Linked DNA regions of Rattus norvegicus: region 2 is linked to region 1. Evidence: chromatin contacts called from public Hi-C data. All regions are on one chromosome and are shown on one strand. The core of a region is the stretch at or near the end of the contact, and the rest is flanking DNA. Distances in the headings are between cores, read along the strand shown.

What was found. Hi-C and Micro-C count contacts between places; a contact is called where the count stands out from the background.
Region 2: a contact with region 1 is called in a Hi-C map of the A7r5 cell line, with 1.6 times the contacts expected there. The contact joins the enhancer-like site here to the promoter of Gmps in region 1. A contact is called at or near these places in 3 of 12 Hi-C or Micro-C datasets (the A7r5 cell line, Schwann cells and prefrontal cortex).

What each region holds. Positions count from the first base shown.
Region 1 is chr2:150,599,305-150,602,534 of GRCr8, forward strand. Gmps (guanine monophosphate synthase) reads left to right here and starts at 1,525. Exons shown (of 16, transcript NM_001024754.1): 1 at 1,525-1,613. The coding sequence starts at 1,587.
Region 2 is chr2:150,637,092-150,640,377 of GRCr8, forward strand. It overlaps a transcript of Gmps not described here. Among named protein-coding and RNA genes, the nearest start is that of Vom2r44, 8.1 kb to the right of the region's middle. Within about 2 kb of position 1,715, at least 1 of the 93 cell types and tissues checked has an H3K27ac peak or open chromatin away from gene starts, as enhancers often do. A contact at or near this core is called in the A7r5 cell line, where this site is marked.

The sequences.
Region 1 (3,230 bases), core at 275-2,774:
ACCTACTCAAGAAAATCTATTCCACTTGTGCCCAGTGGCTTATCTTTTAGTTGATTCCAGACTCAGTCAAACTGAGAGCCAAGATTAACTATCACCCCATGACAGGGATTTGGGGGGGGGAGGAGGAGGAGGAGGAGGAGGAGGAGGAGGAGAGAGAGAGAGAGAGAGAGAGAGAGAGAGAGAGAGAGAGAGACACCTCTGAACAATTTTATTTACTTCCTTGCCTTTTTTTTTTTTTTTTTTTTTTTGCCCAGGCTGTGGTCTTGGCTGGTCTCCAACTCACAGGGACACTGTAACAAGTGTGTTAGAACACCAATGACACCTAGCTTCTTCATTCACACCATCCATTCTTTTTGTTGTTGCTTGTAAAAGTTCTTATTTCAGTGTGTGTGTGTGTGTGTGTGTTGGGGGTAGGGTTTGGGTCTATGTGCACATGCGTTTATAGGCACAGAGGCCATGGGAGGATATTAGGTTTTCTGTTTTATCACCCCCCCCACCTTATTTTTTGAGACAGGTTCTCTCATTACACCTGAGGCTACAGGCTGGTGGCCAGTAAGCCCATGTGTTTCTTTTATCTCCATCCTTCGCTTTTCTGGGTTTATAGGTGAATGTGGACACACCTGGGTTGGATGTAGATTCTGGGAATTAAACTCAAGTCTTCATTGTTTAGGTAGTTCTTACCTGTTGAGTCATCTCCCCAGCCACCCTGCTCAATGACTCAAGGTTTCCTTATCCAGCCCTAGCTGTCCTGGAACTCACTTTGTAGACCAGAGTGAGAGATAGATAGATAGATCAAGAGCCTTTGAACCTTTTTTAAAATTTATTTATTTCCTTATTTTTTTAGTCTGGCCTGGAACTTAGATGTGCCTACCTCAGCCTCCAGAGAGCTGGGGTCAAAGGTGGTGACTGGCTACCATTCATTGTTACAAAAGAAAGAAAGAAACAACCAAAATCAAACAGGCAATCAAGTAAATAGAAGGTAATTTCTTCAACAAGGTAGGCTCTCTGAGAAATCTACAGCTTATTGTTAAAAAACTGAGTGGTGGCACACACCTTTAATTTTAGCACTTAGGAAGCAGAGGCAGGTAGATCTAAGTTAAGTTTGAAGGTAGTCTGGTCTTCAGAGTGACCTTATTTAGAAAAACAAACAAAAATCCAGAAAAATTGAGCCACCCTTATTGTGACAATGAATCCATTACTTAACTGTATCTTGCAGTTTACAAAGATTTGAGGTTTGAGATGGTATGTAGCCACTACTTAGTTAATGCCAATTATCACATCCAGTTCTACTGCCCTGCCTAGGGGCAAGGCTGATGCTTTCCTTTTTGGTAGGCTGGGTATTCTCTTCTCCGAGTGACAATGAGGGCGGAGTTTGCACGGCCCCGCCTGGGAGGCGGGGCCAGGAGGCGGGGCCGGTTAGAGGCGGTCGGGCGGAAGCTGGAGGAGGGAACAGCGCGCGCTTCTGTGTTCTGAGGCCGAGGCCAGGTTCCGGGCTGTTGCTGTGCCTCACGCTTCAGCCGGTCCCGGTGCTGTGCTGCTCGCGTCCAGGCCTTGCCAGCGGTCTGCGCCCGCCGCGCTGGTCCCCGATGGCCCTGTGCAACGGAGATTCCAAGGTCAGTCTGTGATTGGGGTCTCTGCTTCCCTCCGGCAGCGTGAGCGAGGCCTGGGCATCCGTCCGCCTCACTTGGCGGGTTCAGCGGGATTCCGCATGTGCCAGCCCGGCCTGCGGCGTGGCTTTCCGGCATCGGAGGCGCTTTGTTGGCTTTGCTAGTGTGTGGATGCGAGCGGCCCTCGCTGCCGAAAGCGTCAAGTTCCAGCGCAGAGGGGACCCAGCCGTGGGCCGCGATTCTTGGGGACTCCCAGGCCCTTCAGCCTCAGGGCAGGGTCGGGGCCTCGCTTGCGGCGGTCGCGCCAGGCCTGCCTGCATTCTTTCCAACCTAGTGCAGGCCTTTCTGTCTCCGGAATGACCGCAGCTTCTGTTCCTAGTCCCAAGTGTTCTCTGTCACCCTCTTCTCCCGCCATCCTAGGAGGGGAGGAATGTGTGGCCAGCTATAGTTCCTGCGTACTATGTCTCGTGTTTTACGTGCTAGTTTTGGGGAACGTGTTCTCCCGCGTTTGGGATCTTTCCCTGGGAACTGAGGTCTCCCTGAGTGCTTGAAAAAGTTGGCTAACTGTGTTAGCCAAGACGCGAGAGCGTTGGGCGGTTGATTCGCGCTTGTGGCCTTCAACTCCCAGTCTTAGACGTCGTTCTTTCTTGCCTGGCCACTGAATTGGCCCCCTTCACTTCCGACCGAAAGTCGTCTTTGACTTGGAGAGCTTTCTGACCTTCACAAAGTCAGTTTTGTCAGCGAGAAACTGCAGTGTTGAAATACAATTACTTTAGCAAAAAGTAATCACTCTTGTGCATGATTGTGGCCTAGCTTTAGCAATCTGGTTAAATTTCTCCTCGGGTGTATGAAACTCCAAACTTTGGAGTGGGGATAACTGTTCTACAGCCAGGAATAATTTCTACCCTTACAAACTTGGAGCTTAAGTGTCACGACCTCGTGAATGGCTGTTTAATATATAATAATCATTCAAAACCTGTAATGCACAAGTAAATAAACATTGTGAGGTAGCTCCAAATTCTCAAACGTTGGCACCTGTCATGGTATGAAGAATAAGTCTCACTTTACACACATTTGTCTTTAATTTTTAATCTTACAACTCACTGGAAGAATTCTTCTTTATGGTGGGTGAGTTCACAGCGTATTATAGAACATACTTCGATCTAGAATAGTATTTTCACAAAATTATCTAAAACAGTATGACCATTTTTCAACATTTTCTCAAGATGATATTTTGATCATTGTGATATATTTGAGTTTAAGGTGAATAGCAAAATTTTATGTCAAGATCATGTGACAGAGTGAGCAACTCACAGCTGTCTATAACTCCAGCCCAGATGGTCCAACGCCCTCACCTGGCCCCTGTGGACACTGCATACAAATGCTGCAGACAGACACGCAGGCAAAACACTTATAAGGAATTTAAAAATAAAATGCAAAAACTTAATTCAAACAATAAACTAATTCTTAAGCTGGACAATTAGAATTAATTATCACAGATGGCTATTCTAGCACCATCAAGGTGGGTGGAGACATATGTCAGTTTAAGGCTACCTTCCTACATATAACACACACACACACACACACACACACACACACACACACACACACACACGTTTATGG
Region 2 (3,286 bases), core at 465-2,964, 38 kb after region 1:
AATCAGTGCATGTTTGATTACATTAAAAACTTTGTTCTAGCAAGCATATCTGGTATAAACAGCAAGAATCAGGAAGGATATAAGATGTTCTTACCCTGAAGTTGGTTACTGCCATGGTCTGTGTATAGCTGGTCAGGTGATCTTTTGGAAGTGCTGCTTATTTGTGACTTTTGCATTCTGGACGTTGATGGTATATATAATATTCAGAAAGAGTTAAAATGTGCTTACTGTTTTTCTTACGTTTTCTCTTAGATGTCTTTATGTAATCTTTAATGCTGAAAAGAATTTCTCTAGAACATATCTGCACATGATATAGAAACTTGGTGAAACTAAGAGGATTTTCAGGTTTACTGTCTATTTTCCTATGTGGTCATTTTGCCTTGTACTGTATAGCTTACTTGATGTCATAGTAGTCCATGTGGGCCATTGAAAATAGTTACAGTCAAGGAGACAAACAAGCTCAACTTGGAAATGTGCCAGTGACTTTAAGAACCACCCTCCAGTTTTTCTTAGAGGAAGCCATCCTTCCATTAAGTGTATTCCAGCCCTAAAAGCATATGGCCTTGCAAGCTGTTTACTTTTTGCTTGGACTTCGTGCTTAGTAACATTTATCACTTGATATACTGGGCAGTTTTGGCTTACACTATTAGTTACTTGGATACTTGTCTGCATAATTGTGTTTTATTTCTTCATAACTATTAGAGTAAGAGAGATCTGTGAAAATGTGATTTATTCCCAAATTGGCAGACCAGAAAAATTTAAAAGTCAAATCAATAAATCCTAGTCCTATCTTATTGGACCTATCAGTGATGGTCTGTCCATGGGATATAACAACCTGACATAAGTTTTTATTTTACCTTTTTTTTTTTTTTTTAGTTTTAAGAGTAATTTATTTTACTTACATGAGTACACTGTCACTGTCTTCAGACACACAGAAGAGGGCATCAGATCCCATTACAGATGGTTGGGAGCCACCATGTGGTTGGTGGTAGGAATTGAATTCAGGACCTCCGGAAAAGCAGTCAGTGGCTCTTATCTGCTAAGTCATCTCTCCGCCCCCTGACATAAATTTTGAGGACAAGCTTTTAGATGTATCTCAGTGATGGGATTATACTGTTTTATTTATTTTTTTGTTTTCTCTTCATCATATAGTAGCTACATGCAACCATAAATCATAATATTGATTTCATTGCTGTGTGGGGACTTAGCTTCTGATGGCCAATTTTGGAGAATAACTGAATTCTATTCTGTATAGAGAATGAGGGTATTCAGGTAAAATAGACAACACTGTTCATCCTACTGTTTTGCCTTGCTGTTAAGGAAGCATGGACCTGGAAAGGTCAGTTTAATCTTGTTGCCTCATCTTATGAAGTTCCAACACCAATCCAATGCTGAATAGTTACATTTGTCTCTTTGAAACAGGATTTATTTGGCTCATCCTCAAATTCATCATGTATTTGAGGATGGCCTTGAGTCTTCTCACCCTTGCCTACACCACCTCAGTCCTGTGCTCAGTTTATGTTACTGGTAATTGAACCCAGAACCATGTGTGTGTGCTTGGCAAGCACTTACCAATTGGGCCACATGCCTAGATGCATTCTTAGTTATAAGCAAGAAAAAGCATTAGCAGGATAGTGTTTATATAAACATTGATCTGTTGCCACCAGCTGAAGAACATACCATCAAGATTTGGTCATCTCAGATTCTTGAAAATGCTCACTTGCAGTGTTTGTAGACTGTCTCTTTACTATGTGTTTTTGGAAGAGCTGCTAGGATATGTTGCTGCTTTGACAACAGATAAGTATTTGTAATTGTTAACTGTTGGCAGAGCAGGAGTGCATTCAGGCTTTCTAATTCTCTGTTGAAGTTCTGCATACAACTAATCAGGAATAGATCCACTATCACAGTATCATCTCTTAACAGGAATTCTGGGGACCCCATTGCCTTTGAGAAATGATACCAACATTCTCACTCCCTGTGTTCTGACCATGCTTTCACTGCTCTTCTGCATGATCCTCACTCCACTCTCCGAGACTCTTTAGAGTGATGTTAGATGGCAAGCCTTCACTAATATTGCCTCAGTGATGGATACTTCTTTAATTAACCCAAGGTTTAACTGAGTACAGGTTAAATATTTTCGACTGGAGAATTCCCTCTTGTCTTGATTGAAGTAGCTGTACCAGATGGCAGAGGAAAACTATCTTTTACGACACGAAGCTTGCACGGCAGTAATGGCTTTTGCTGCATCTGTATCTACAGTTTTGTTGGGCCATCATTGGGAATTGAACCTGGATCCAGTTGTAGTATGTGAACATTTTAACAGCCCATAATGAGTCCCCAGAATATCAAGATGCCACCTTTCAACAGTAGGCACACTGTATACAGAAGAGTCAGCATCTCATGGAACTGTTCACCTTTTTAATTGGATCCCAACCATGGTTGCTGTCATCTGAGGATTTAAAAACTCAAATTTGACCAAATTGGGGTGTGTGTGTGTGTGTGTGTGTGTGTGTGTGTGTGTGTGTGTGTGTGTGTGTGTGTGTAGCATGCACACACACTAACACACAGTTACAAGTTTCTCAGAAAGAAAAAATTATTAAGGGACATAACTGGTCTCTTGTTAGAGTCAAACAGGTTAAGAATGTAGATGAGAGTCTTGCTGAGGTCCTCATTAGCTAAGTTTAGACCCTGGGTACTGACTTGGATCTGCTTGCGTCTATGTTCCATAGAAGGTAGACATACCAGTCTGTGTAGGGAATCTGAAGGGCAACTGACATGGTTATCCATGTTGAGATCTGTATACCCCATGGACTTATTCACCCTCTTTCTTCCTACTCTTTAGTTTTTCTTAGAAGAAATCTACCCCTGTGTTATAGCCACCTGCAATTCTGAGATTGCTCAGGTCATGAGCTAAGGCTGAGCTATCCCTACATAGCTGGAAACAAACAAACAAACCCCAAAACTTTAGGACCTGTGCCATTTGGTTATTAGCTATTAGAAATAGAGGCACCTTCCGACTAATCATTTAATGGCACCATTGTAATTTTCCTATTAAGGTCTTTGTTTTCTGTGAACCTTGTGGCAGCTTTGGAGTTTAATATTTAGAGTTAGTAAATACACAAAAGAGATTGGTTATTTCCTTCCTTCCTTTTGTGTTACATTCAGAAACACAAATATGAGTTGATTTACAAAAAGTGAATGTAAACATCCTCTGAAAATATTTTTTATAAAGTGCTACTTGTTAATTGAAATGAATAGTGTAGTTTTTGTGAATTGCTGTATAATT